Linked DNA regions of Mus musculus: region 2 is linked to region 1. The links are chromatin contacts, called in public Hi-C maps. All regions are on one chromosome and are shown on one strand. Each heading gives the region's core, a stretch centred on a gene start, on an enhancer-like site or on the middle of the called end of the contact. The rest is flanking DNA. Distances are from core to core; before and after follow the strand shown.

The links. A called contact is a pair of places that touch in the nucleus more often than the background predicts.
Region 2: a contact with region 1 is called in a Hi-C map of bone marrow-derived macrophages, with 14 read pairs. The contact joins two enhancer-like sites.

The regions. Positions count from the first base shown.
Region 1 is chr3:15,261,976-15,268,693 of GRCm38.p6, reverse strand. No RefSeq gene overlaps it. Among named protein-coding and RNA genes, the nearest start is that of Gm9733, 67 kb to the left of the region's middle. Within about 2 kb of position 4,048, at least 2 of the 459 cell types and tissues checked have an H3K27ac peak or open chromatin away from gene starts, as enhancers often do. A contact at or near this core is called in bone marrow-derived macrophages, where this site is marked.
Region 2 is chr3:15,587,536-15,594,253 of GRCm38.p6, reverse strand. No RefSeq gene overlaps it. Among named protein-coding and RNA genes, the nearest start is that of Sirpb1b, 16 kb to the right of the region's middle. Within about 2 kb of position 3,648, at least 6 of the 459 cell types and tissues checked have an H3K27ac peak or open chromatin away from gene starts, as enhancers often do. A contact at or near this core is called in bone marrow-derived macrophages, where this site is marked.

The DNA of each region.
Region 1 (6,718 bases), core at 2,799-5,298:
GGCAGCTCCTCACACTTCAATAGGTATACACTACCACATCTGGCTACTGAGAGAGGTTTCAATACAGAACATAAAGAACATTAAATTATGATGTATGTGAAGGAAGCTGGGTCCTAATGCTGATTTTTTTTTAATTTTAACACCAAAGGTCAAACAAGCTGTTCTTCAAATGTCTTCATTTGCATAGTGAGGAATTTGCTTACATCAACCCTTAATCTCATTTCTTTCTGTAAAACCAGGATTTTTAAGTCCAGCATTTTCTCAGCATTACTTCAATAATGAAGAGTTAAGTTTGATATAATTTTTCAATTTAAGTAAGTGTACACAGAGAATTCAACCTTAAGACTCCTTGCTTCTGCAGCCTACAAACTGAGAAAAAATCTTCACTAACTCTACATCTGATGGAAGGCTAATATCTAAAAGATAGAAAGAACTCAAGAAGCTAGATTCCAACAAACCAAAATAACTCAATTTTAAAAATAAGGTACAACACTAAACAGAGAATTTCCAACAAAGGAATATTGAATGGTCACGAAGCACTTAAAGAAATTTTCAAAGTCCTTACTCATCAGAGAAATACAAGTGAAAACAACTCTGAGTTTCCATTTTATACCCATCAGAATGGCTAAGATCAAAACCTCAAGAGATAGCAGATGTTGGCAAGGATGTGGAACAAGGGGAACACTACTCCATTGCTGGTGAGAGTGCAAACTTGAACAATCACTTTGAGAATTAATTTGGCAGTTTCTCAGAAAACTGGAAATAGTCTACCTCAAGACCCAGTTATACCACTCGTAGGTATATACCCAAAGAGTGTTCAACTCTTCCAGGAAGACACTTGCTCAGCTGTGTTCATAGCAGCTTTATTCATAATAGCCAGAAACTGGAAACAACCTAGATGACCCTCAGCTGAAGAAAGATAAAGAAAATGTGGTATGTCTACATCATAGTGAAAGACCCACAACATGAGGACTCCCCCACATTCTGACTCAGGAGTGGCAACACCCCAAATCACTCACAAGAAACGGTCTTGCTGCAAACTGTAAGAGGATTTTTATTCAAGAGTGCTCTCGGGCCCATAGTCATACACCACGCAGGGGTAGAGGACTGTGGCGCCCCAGTAGCTGGGTAAGTGGGTATTTAAAGGAAGAAACCACAACTCAAGGTAGTGGGGATGGTGTTGTTGGAAAATACCAAAGATAACAGTTAAGAGTCCCAAGGAACTGCAAAGTCACAAGAGTCACAAGGAATACCTGGTAATTGTGCAGGTCATCTCTCAAGACAGCTTCTAAGAACCCCTAACAATAGCACATTTGCATAGTGGGTTCCAGCAATGGTCAGGGTGACTTTCTTTGAATGAACACTCTTTGAACCCAGGAAGCAGGTGGGTGGAGGAATGTCACTATCTGTTTTATGATTAGCATACCTTAGAGCAATGAGTCACAGAGGTCACATTCCTAAGCCTGGGCCTAAAGGCCTAGAATTTTGTTTTTACGTTATACTTTCAGGAGAATATTATTCAGCTACTAAAAGCAAACATATTATCAATTTTGCTGTTAAAGGAATAGAACTTAAGAATATCATCCTGAGTGAGGTATTCTAGTCATAAAATGTATGATATGTACTCATAAGTGGATATCAGCCTTCAATATAGGTACCATGCTATGCTGCACAGACTCAAAGAAGATAAATAAGAAGGAAGGCACAATCCAGGATGCTTGAATCTCACTTAGAAGAGGGAATAGTCATATGTGGCAGATGGAGGGAGGGTAGAGGGTTAGGGAGAGTAATGAAGGCATTCAGGATCAGGTGTAGGGAAAGACAGAAAGGATGGATAGATGGCCATGAAAGTAATTGAAAATCTGCAACTGACAGGGGTGAGGAGGTGGGAGACATTTCCCAGGCAAGACAGAGACCTGAGATAAGGAAGGTACTCAAGAATCAATGGGGGTGAATCCCAACATTGGGGATATAAAACCTGAAGAGGCCATCTCCTATAGCCAGATAGGACCCCCAGTTGAGCAATAAAGACACCAACCTACACACAAAACTTTCAAACCAAAATTTATCCCGATTACAAGAAATGCAGGCAGGGGAGAGGGACCAGTAACTTAGTGAATGGCCAACTAATAACCAGCCCAGTTTGAGACCCATCCCATAGGCAAGCAGCAATCCCTGACACTCTTAATGATACTCAGTTATGCTTGCAAATGTGAGCATGTTGTCCTGTGAGAGACTCCACTCAACTGCTGACTCAGACAGATACAGACACCCACAGCCAAAGAGTGGATGGAGCTTGAGGACTCTTTTGGAAGAACAGGGGGAAGGATTGTGTGTCCAAGAGGGGATAGGAAGTGGAGGTAAAAAGATACCAGTCCACAAAACTTTAAACCCAAAATTTATCCTGACTACAAGAAATGCAGGAGCAAAGATGGAACAGAGAATGAGGGAATGACCCACCAATAATTGGACCAACTTAAGACCCACACCATGGGCAAGCACCAAACCCTGACACTCTTAATGATGCTCTGCTATGCTAGCAGATAGGTGCCTAGCATAACTGTCCTCTAAGAGATTCTACCTAAGAGCTGACTGAAACAGATGTAATGACCCACAGGTAAACATTGAGCAGAGGTTGGGGACTCTTAGGGAAGAGTTGGGGGAAAGACGGAAGACCCTAAAGGAAATAGGATCTATACAGGAATACTAATGAAGCCAACTAAACTGGACCCTTGGGAACTCACAGAGACTGAGCCACCACCTAAAGAGCATACACTGGCTAGACAGAGGCCCCAGACACATATGTAGGAGATGTGCAGCTCAGTCTTCATGTGGGTCCCCCAACAACTGGAGCAGGTGTGGTCCCCAAATCTGTTGCCTGACTAAGGAAACAGTTCCCCATCAGGGTGCCTTATCTGGTCTCAGTGGAGAGGATGTGCCTAGTCTAACCCTGGGGAAACTTGATGTGTCAGTGTGGGAGGATACCCAGGTAGTTCCCACCCTCTTAGAGGAGTGGGGATGGGGAGAGGGACTTCATGAAGGGAGAATGGAAAGGCAGTGATTGTGATGTAGATAGATAGATAGATAGATAGATAGATAGATAGATAGATAGATAGATAGATAGATAGATAGATAGATAGATCATCCAGCTTCTGGATCTATGCATAAGCACTGGCCTTTTGGTAAGATAGTTTATATATTCTTTATATATTCTTCCCCTAAGTCTCATGTTAGAATTCTGTCTTTCACAAAAGTTGCAACTGCACTGAATTGTATGAAGGGACTGTGTATGAAGAAGAGGGTAAAACAGCAGATAAAAATCCCAAAATTACTTTAAAATATTTTGGCAAGATATATTGAAAGCAATGTGATTTGAATCTTATAGATTCTTAATAGTGTGTGCAGAGGCTTGGGAAATCATTAGTTTGGGGCTTTGAAATTTTATCTTACAAAAGAATTTAATGGTATTATGACAGCATTGTTAAAAAAGATATTCATCTAAAAAAATAAAGTTCTTGGCACACAAACAATGCATAATGAGTGATAGCTAATTTTATTGTTCTACCAACTAATGATCATTTATAGTTCCTTCAGTGTCAACAAACTTTGAAATGGCTTTCAAAATAAACACAAGTAGGCCCTAACTTGCTTCAGTTGTCAACTTGATACAACTTAGAAATTATCTCAATTGATGAACTATCTATATTTTCCAGTGAGCATATCTTTGAAGCATTGTTCTGACTGCACATTGCTGTAGAAGGACTTCACCCTCTTTGGCTGTCACCATTCCCTGATAGGTAGTCTGGCCTTGAATGAGAAAGCTAAATAACTAACGACGAGTCTGAAAAAGTGACCTGCTTGAGTCCTTTCCCTACTTCACAGAGACTATAAAATAAACCAACCAATCACATCATCGTTTCAAGTTTTTCTTTACTAAACATATTATCTTGACAGCTTAAATGATTAGAAATATCAGCATTGCAGTGAACTCTGGGAGAGCCACACATTTCATAAGCTTTGAACATATTCCGCCATCTTCTGGTAGTGTATGGTATTGCAATCAAATGTCAACATGGTGTCCTTCAGCTGGTTTGTATATTTAGCCTGAAGAACTCCCAGATTATTTCCTAATAAGCATAGTAAGACCCAATATATTTTTGCTCCGTAGTGTTACAAATCATGCTTATATTTTCAAGTAAGATAAAAACAAGTTTCTTCTGAATCCTAATATCATCTTTCACCAGTCTCCTACACACTTGGATTTTGTCTTGATTCATTATGTGCCCTAAGAGCTCTTATCTTCCTAGTTGCCCTAAGAGCTCTTATCTTCCTAGTTACTCTTTCACTCTTTTTCAAGTTTCCATGCTTCCATGATGTATCTTGTTATAACCTTTGTCATTATTTTAAAAGTCTGTCTGCAATTCCTCTTTCCGATGGTGTAGATAGGGTGAGATACGTTTATACTTGAAGACTCCTATGTGTGTGTAACATAATACCAAGATCAGAGATCAAGCTCAGGGAAAATACAGTCATCTTCTCGTCGTAATACATATGATAATGCTTCTTATTGTCCAAAATGGGAGGCACTGTGGATCTACTCAGCTGCAGTGGTCAGTTGTTGGTTAGAGACTCCAGATCATAGCAGAACAGAAAACAGAGCTGTACTTAAAGAGCCCACAAGTTATTTATAGATAGTACCTTCTAAAGGTTTCAAAGTTTCCAAAATTAGCTTTTAGAGCTGAAGATCAGACATTCAGCACAAAAACCTGTAGGGAAGATTTGAGACACAAACCCTAACAGAAATTATTTCAAATCCAAATTATTGTGTATTAATTGAATAAAACAGTATTACTTCAAAACTGAATTCCTAAATTATTGTCTTCCTTGCTCTGCTTTCCATGGTCTTGTTTATTTTTATTTTATTTTCCTTTCAGTGTTTTATGAAATGGTGCTTTTAGTACTAACTACTGGACTTGTTTGAAGAAATACTATACACAATCGTTCCAATGATATAGAGTCATCATATTTCTCATATTAATTGATAAAAGTTATTTTATTTCTATTTCAGAAATAACTACTTAAATGATTAGATATAGCAACCCTTATTTAGTTGTTTGTTTGTTTGTTTTTCCATTGTAAATGTTTTTGAAGTATTTTATATATTTCACTTGAGTCAAATAGGAAAGCAGAAAAGGTATAAGGGAGAGAGAGCAGCTAGAAGGTAAAATTATCACACAAAATAAAAACCTTTTAAAGTTAAATATCAAATTACAAATAACAATGTGTTAAAGCTGAATTTCCTGTTTGAGTCTCAGTTTTCTAATAATCTATTGAAAGAAGTAAGTATGTGTATGCCTCAAAGTTCACAGGGAATTAAAACAAAAATGCATTCTAGTTAGTTGCCATAGATAGCTTCTATGCTTCTCAAGTACATCCCAAAGTAGCTTTTTGCTACGGCTTTGTTGTTTGTAGTGGTGATTCCAGATTGCACTCCTGATCAATACCTAAATAAAGGTTGCCCACAACCCATTTGAGGATACATGCTTCAGTCAGCAGTGCGGCTGTACCAGCAAGTGCATGATATGCAAGGAGCAGGTGTCAGTTTCAACCTCCACATTTAGATAGGATGAGTGTCACCTTTGGGGCTACCTGAAATATTCTCTTTAGAAATTAGGTCCTGCTGCATTGCTCAAAATAGAAGGCAAAGAAAGTCACCCAAATGCAATAACAAATGCCATGAATCATTGTATTTGAAAAACTATGGTGTTTATGCTGAAATTACTCCAATATAAAAAACCTTGTAACGGTTTTGGACCGAATTAACCTGTGTAAAATTAATACTTCAGTTTTAGTAGCAGTTTGTGGATCACTTGTTGAAACTGACTTTGATAGTTGAAGTAAAGTAAGTCTCTAGACGGTCCTTCAATAAGTATCAGAACGCAGGCTTGTTCGCCTATTAAAGGTAAACCTCGACTAGAGAAAAGCTGTTCTCACCTGCTTCCTGTGACACTACAAAGGTTTGGCATAGATGGGAGGGATGAGGACTCTAGTGCTAAAGCCTTGTCCAACTACCTATCCTGCCTTTTTGAGGTCAACAGCTCCAGCATTTATCAGTGAACAGAGAGACTCCAATAGGCAGTGCCTGAGATCACTTCATGTTTGAAACACTATCCAGGGGATTAATTCATGGGTTCATTTAGTAGTTTCCCTCTGGATGCCAACAGGGGATTCCCTGTTCTTGTAAACCTTCTAAATTTGTATCCCTGGATATGGCCCTGTTACCTGCTTGTCATTACTGCTCTGGCCACACTTTAGACCAACATAGAAGAGCCCCACTCAGTGGGGCCAGGGCTGGCTTCAGGATTAGCTGAAGAACGTTAGTGCTTGGCACCTTTGCATTTCTGTGACTTTAGCTGTTCAGAACATTCTCTGCCACAGAGGACCCATCCTCCCATCCTCTGAGTGGCTTGTGGTCAACAGAAGATGAGCAGGGGATTCATGGGGTCCAAGAAGGTGTTTCAAGTCCCCTTAGGAGACACGATCACTCACAAGACAAAAGAGAACATCGAAGAGAAAGGAATTAGAACAATACCATATGTCCATGCACACTGACCAGCAGCAATTAGGTGGCTCATTTTCCTAGGGAGCATTGAACTGTAAAACAACCCTCTCCAGAGTGGAGGAGATACTAGGCTGACTTATGTGTGACTCAGAGTAG
Region 2 (6,718 bases), core at 2,399-4,898, 330 kb before region 1:
TTTCCCAGTTTTGTTGAGTATAGCTTTTTTTTTTTAGTAGGATCTGATGATATTTTGGACTTTCTCAAGATCTGTTGTGTAGTCTCATTTTTCTTTTCTGATTTTGTTAATTCGGATACTGTTCCTGAGCCCTCTAGTTAGTCTGGCTAAGCGTTTATCTATCTTGTTGATTTTCTTAAAGAAACAGCTCCTGGTTTGGTTGATTCTTTGAATAGTTCTTTTTGTTTCCACTTGGTTGATATCAGCCCTGAGTTTGATTATTTCCTGCCATCTATTCCTCTTGGGTGAATTTGCTTTCTTTAGTTCTAGAGAATCTAGGTGTGCAGTGAGACTGCTAGTGTATGCTCTCTCTAGTTTCTTTTTGGAGGCACTCAGTGCTAAGAGTTTCCCTCTTAGGTCTCCTTTCTTTGTGTCCCATAATTTTGGGTATGTTGTGACTTCATTTTTATTAAACTCTAAAAAGCCTTTAATTTCTTTATTTCATCCTTGACCAAGGTATCATTTAGTAGAGTGTTGTTCAGTTTCCATTTGAATGTTGGCTTTCTTCTATTTATGCTGTTATTGAAGATCATTCTTAGTCCAGGGTGATCTTACAGGATGCATGGGATAATTTCAATAATTTTGTATCTTTAAAGGCCTGTTTTGTGACTGATTATATGCTCAATTTTGGACATATAATATGTATTCAGTACCATAAGGTACTGAGAAGAAGGTACATCCTTTTGTTTTAGCATAAAGTGTTCTGTAGATATCTGTTAAATCAATTTGTTTCATAACTTCTGTTAGTGTTCATGTGTCTCCCTTGAGTTCTGATTCGAGGATCTGTCCACTCGTGAGAGTGGAGTGTTGAAGCTTCCCGCTATTATTGTTTGAGGTGCAACATGTGCTTTGAGCTTTACTAAAGTTTCTTTAGTGAATGTGGCTTCCCTTGCATTTGGAGCATAGATATTTAGAATTGAGAGTTCATCTTGGTAGATTTTATCTTTAATGAGTATTAAGTGCCCCTCTTTGTCTTTTTTGATAACTTTGGGTTGAAAGTCAATTTTATCTGATATTAAAATACCCACTCCATCTTGGTTCTTCAGACCAATTGCTTGGAAAATTGTTTTCCAGCCTTTCACTCTGAGGTAGTGTCTGTCTTTGTCCTTGAGGTGGGTTTCCTATAAGCAGCCAAATGTTGGGTCCTGCTTGTGTAGCCTTTCTATTAGTTTATGGTTTTTTTGGGGGATATTGAGTCCATTAATGTTAAGAGAAATTTTTAAAAAAAGTAATTGTTGCTTCCCGTTATTTTTGTTGTTAAATTTGGGATTCTGTTCTTGTGGCTGTCTTCTTTTAGGTTTGTTGAAGGATTGCTTTCTTGCTTTTTCTAGGGCATAATTTCCATCCTTGTGTTGGTGTTCTCCCTTTGTTATCCTTTGAAGGGCTGGATTTGTGGAAAGATATTATGTGAACTTGGTTTTGTCATCTAATACTTTGCTTTCTCCATCTATGGTAATTGAGAGTTTTTCTGGGTATAGTAGCCTGAGCTGGCATTTTTGTTCTCTTAGGGTCTGTATAACATCTGTCCAGGATATTCTGGTTTTCATAGTCTCTGGTGCGAAGTCTGGTATAATTCTTATAGGCCTGCCTTTATATGTTACTTGACCTTTTCCCCTTATTGCTTTGAGTATTCTGTCTTTATTTAGTGCATTTGTTGTTCTGATTATTATGTGTCTGGGGGAATAATTTTCTGGTCCAGTCTGTTTGGAGTTCTGTAGGCTTCTTATATGTTTATGGGCATCTCTTTCTTTATGTATGGGAAGTTTTCTTCTATAATTTTGTTGAAGATATTTGCTGGCCTTTTAAGTTGAAAATCTTCATTCTCATCTGCTCCTATTAACCGTAGGTTTGGTCTGCTCCTTGTATCCTGGATTTCCTGGATGTTTTGAGTTTGGATCTTTTTGCATTTTGCATTTTCTTTGACTGTTGTGTCCATGTTCCCTATGGAATCTTCTGCACCTGACATTCTGTCTTCCATCTCTTCTATTCTCTTGCTGATGCTCACATATATTCTTCCTAATTTTTTTCCTAGGTTTTCTATCCCCAGAGTTGTCTCCCTTTGGATTTTCTTCATTGTTTCTACTATCATTTTTAGATCTTGTATGATTTTGTTCAATTCCATCCCCTGTTTGTTTGTGTTTTTATGTAATTCTTTACGGGATTTTGTATTTCTTCTTTAACGACTTTTACCTGTTTAGCAGTGTTCTGCTGTATTTCTTTAAGTATTTCCCGTATTTCTTTATTAATTTCCTTCTTAAAATCTTCTACCACCATCATGAGAAATGGTTTTAAATTCGCATCTTGCTTTTCAAGTGTGTTGGGGTATTCAGGACTCGAATAGTGGGTTTTAATGATGCCCAGTGGTCTTGGTTTCTGTTAGTAAAATTCTTATGTTTGCCTTTTGCCATCTGGTAATCTCTGGTTTTAATGTTCAAGCTGTCTCTGGATGTAGCTTGATCCTCCTGTGATTCTGTTAGCCTCTGTCAGCCCTCTTGGGAGTCCAATTCTCACCTGAGTTCCAGTGATCAAAGCACTCTCTGCAGGAAAGCTGTCCTCTTGCAGGTCAGGTTTCCAGAAGTCTGGAGCTCTGATCTACTTCCTGAGTCCTGGGTTCAGAGCCCTCCCTGTAGGCTGACACTCCTCTGGCAATGAAGGTGCCCAGGTGTCTGGGTCTTAGCTCTGCCTCCTGGCTGAGGATTAAGTCCTGACAGGACCCTGTCCAAGAAGCTCTCTTACTTCTGTCTTCCATGTGCTCTCAGGTGATCATGAGGTCCTGGGTGTGCTAGGGGTGCTGTAGCATGGAGAGTCCTCTGGGGTCCTAGATGCCCTTGGTATGTTCATGCAGAAGATGCCTGGCCCTCGACCTGAATGGATCCCTGCCTCTGGTTGGACGAGGTTCCTTCTTCCCTGTTCCTGCGGGCACATGACCCTCCTTGGAGCTGATGCTGTGTTCCACTCACCTGTGATCCCGAAGTCCTATGGCATGGAGAGTACTCTGGAGCCTTTAGTGGCCCCTGCTGGGTTCAGGCAGAAGATGGCAGGGTGTCCCGAACTGGAATGGATCCCAGCTTCTGGTTGGTCAGGGTTCCTTTGTCTTACACCCTTTTCAACATCATCTGTTCTGTCAAGCATCTGTTCCAGCAAAATATCACACGCCCTTTCACACGAGAGCTTCTAGAAAAGACTACATGTCTTCTCTCAGTAAAGTATCCTCTCACCAGTCTGATTTAACAAAATATCCTCTTATGAAACAACTCTCAGAAAACCATCACATGACACAACTGAGTCTCCAAAGAAACCAGAAATTTCACTTCAACTTTCTAATATTACATCATCTCTCAAAATAGTGCTCTAAGCTGCTTACAAATACCATAAAACAAGACTTTAGAATCAAAGTGCAGTATCTATGTTAGAAAGCTTCCTGATAATAAAATTATTAGGAATACAATTTCTATAGCTAATAAAGAGATGATTTATAGTTTTATATCTTATGATCCATCAGTTGTCCACTTGATATTGGACCCATGGAAAGGCAGATTAATAGCATTAGGGAAAGAGCACTAAGAAAAGAGTGCCCATGGCAACTGTACAAATAGAGAAAAAAAATGGAACACTGAACCACAGTACCCATAGAAGGAATGTCACAAGCCACCTGAGACTTCCCCAATCTCTTCCCTTAAAGGTTTCACAATATTCTACTAAATCTGTTCTAGGGACCAAGTCATTAAAATACATGGAGAACTAAAGAACATATTCAAACAATTGCATTTCTATTCTCCATCCATAAATTTCTCACTTCCATGAACTCAAGAGGAATCCAAGGCCAAAATGTACAGAAGTTCAGTCTTGAGAATAAGGTATTTTACCATGAAAACTTTTTGCTTAGTGTGAGCATTTAGCGCAATTTCAAGAGTTGAGAGAAAAGAAGTGGGTGGGGAAGAGTACTGAGTGAATCTGAACCTGAAACTACAGCACTATGTTAATATTATGGACATTTGAAATGTAATTTAAGTAGTAATAAATAGTGATTTTTAAAAGTCCTGTACCTGTGTGTGTATAATGATACAAATACACACCAACCCACAAGCACTTATACAACCAGAGTTGTATATGTACAAAACATAAAAATATGTGACCTTCCATACTATTATATAAGGTCGTTTTCAGGACAGGAAAATTTAACACTGAAAGTTTAGCAAAGTCTTTGCAGTGATAGAAAGACAACACATTATTTATGAGAATATGAGGACACAGACTGTAGTTTTGACTATAGTCATCTAACTGTTTTCTCAGTGTTCAACGGGATTATAAAGAAAATCTTGGATATAAGTAAATCACACAAATGACTGTGCAGGTAGGTGTCTTGTGAAATCAGATGTCATGTTGGACAGCAAGCAGGAGTAAAGACAATGTTTTTTTCTTTTATCATGTTGACCATTATTATTCATCATAAGGATACAAAGGGGTGGTTAATTCTAAGCGCTTTGATGCATTTTTAAATTCTTTCTGCAGTTAACTTATTATGAAAAGCCTGATAGCACACAGTAGTTAAAGAGTCTATGTTGGAGGTTGAACGGGGTTAGTAACTTAAGAGTGAGCACAAATATAGCATGTGTGAGACAGTGATTTCAATTACCCACTCCAAAACAAAAGAAGGAAAGAGCAAATGAAAAGAATAGTAAAAGGAGAAATTTCAAATTGAATGCCCCAGATTTAAGTCGGAGCTTCTTCTGTGAATAAGATAGGTTATAGAAGGAAATTCCTCTCTCTGGCTCATTCCCTCTCTATCCAAGTGAAAAGGATAATAGGAAAATAGTGAAAGCTATTGTAGAGAGATATGGAGCAGATTTGACAAGTATGGAGCACAAGATGCTAAAATCATCTGAGCTCATTTAGGAATGGCCCAGCACTCTGTGAAATGTAGTGATAATGTCTTTTAAAAGTTAGATGCTCAGAGACTGTCCCACCCAGGGATCCATACCATATTCAGTCACCAAACATGGACACTATTGCATATGCCAGCAAGATTTTGCTGAAAGGACCCTGATATAGCTGTTTCTTGTGAGGCTATGCCAGTGCCTGGAAAATACGGAAGTGGATGCTCACAGTCATCTATTGGATGGAACACATGGCCCCCAATGGAGGAGCTAGAGAAAGTACCCAAGGAGCTGAAAGGGTCTGCAACCGTATAGATGGAACAACAATATGAACTAACCAGTGCCCCCAGAGCGTGTGTCTCTAGCTGCATATGTAGAAGAAGATGGCCTAGTCAGCCATCATTAGGAGGAGAGGCCCTTGGTCTTGCAAAGTTTATATGCCCCTAGCACAGGGGAACGCCAGGGCCAGGAAGAGTGAGTGTATGGGTTGGGGAGCAGGGTGGAAAAAGTGTATAGGGGAATTTCAGGGTGGCATTTGAAATGTAAATGAAGAAAATATCTAATAGAAAATTGTTTAATAAAAAAAGTTAGATGTTGGCCCTCTATGTCTTAAATGGTTATCCTGAGACCTGCTAGATCCAAATATGAGGTGATGGATTTGGATTCATGACAAGACTGTGCAGGAAGTGCACTCTAGGAAATCATAAACAGGCCTCCAGTGTGCCTAATCCTACATGTCACAAGAAGCCGAAAAATAAAGAATACTGGAGAAAGTCAAGAGGATGTTTGCAGAAATGTTATAGATGAAATATATCTAGGACATATGTCAATGCTACACTCTGATACTCAGAATATAACTATGTTAGTTATAGAATCTTTACAGAAAAAATTAAGGTCAATTAAGATCTTTAGGATAGGTTTCAATCAAAAATGACTGGTTTGATGAAAGAATTGAAGAATACACAAGCTAAGGAAGACCGCATGTCAAAAAAGGAGAAAATGTGTCAACAATTAAAGAGAGTAGATCTGTTAACACCTTGGATGTGAGCTTTTAATATGAAGAATTATGAGGAAATTAATATCTGTTGTTTTGTTGCAATTTTACAATGGGACAGGACATCAGCAAGAAAGAAATGTACAAACTTTCTGGATGATACCTAGCACCTTGCCCAGTCTCACTGCCCACGACAACAAAAGTCACCTTGGGCTCTGCCATGACAACCAGTTTTCTCAGAAGGAAGCACCAAATAGATGCTTAGAGACAGAAATAGAACCAGTTCTTTGAAGTGACCCCATTTGGCAATAATTTATTGATATACTCTATAAGACTGCATAGAGCAAAAGTAGCAATGCTAGTCATGTGAGAATATAGAGTTACCTCAGTTTGGGTTTCCATTGTTATAAACAAACACCATACAAGGGAAATTGTATAAAGGAATATATTTAATTGGTCTGGTTTACAGTTTCAGAGGTTCAGTCCATTATCATCATAGCAAGAATGGCAGAGAGGCATGGTACTGGAAAAGAAGTCAAGACATCTACATCTTGATCTCCAAGAAACCAGGAGTATATTTTCCCTTATGCACTGGGTGGAACATGAGCATAGGACCTCCAAGCCTAACCCCAAAATAACACACTTCCTCCAACTATAAAATAACTATTTGAATAAGGACACATTTCTTAATATTGCCCTTCCCTGTGGACCAAGCATTCAAAGACATGAGTATTCAAACAACTGTAAGGGTTATACTGATATGTTGGTTACCATTTTATTGCTGTTATAAACACCATGAACAGGTAAA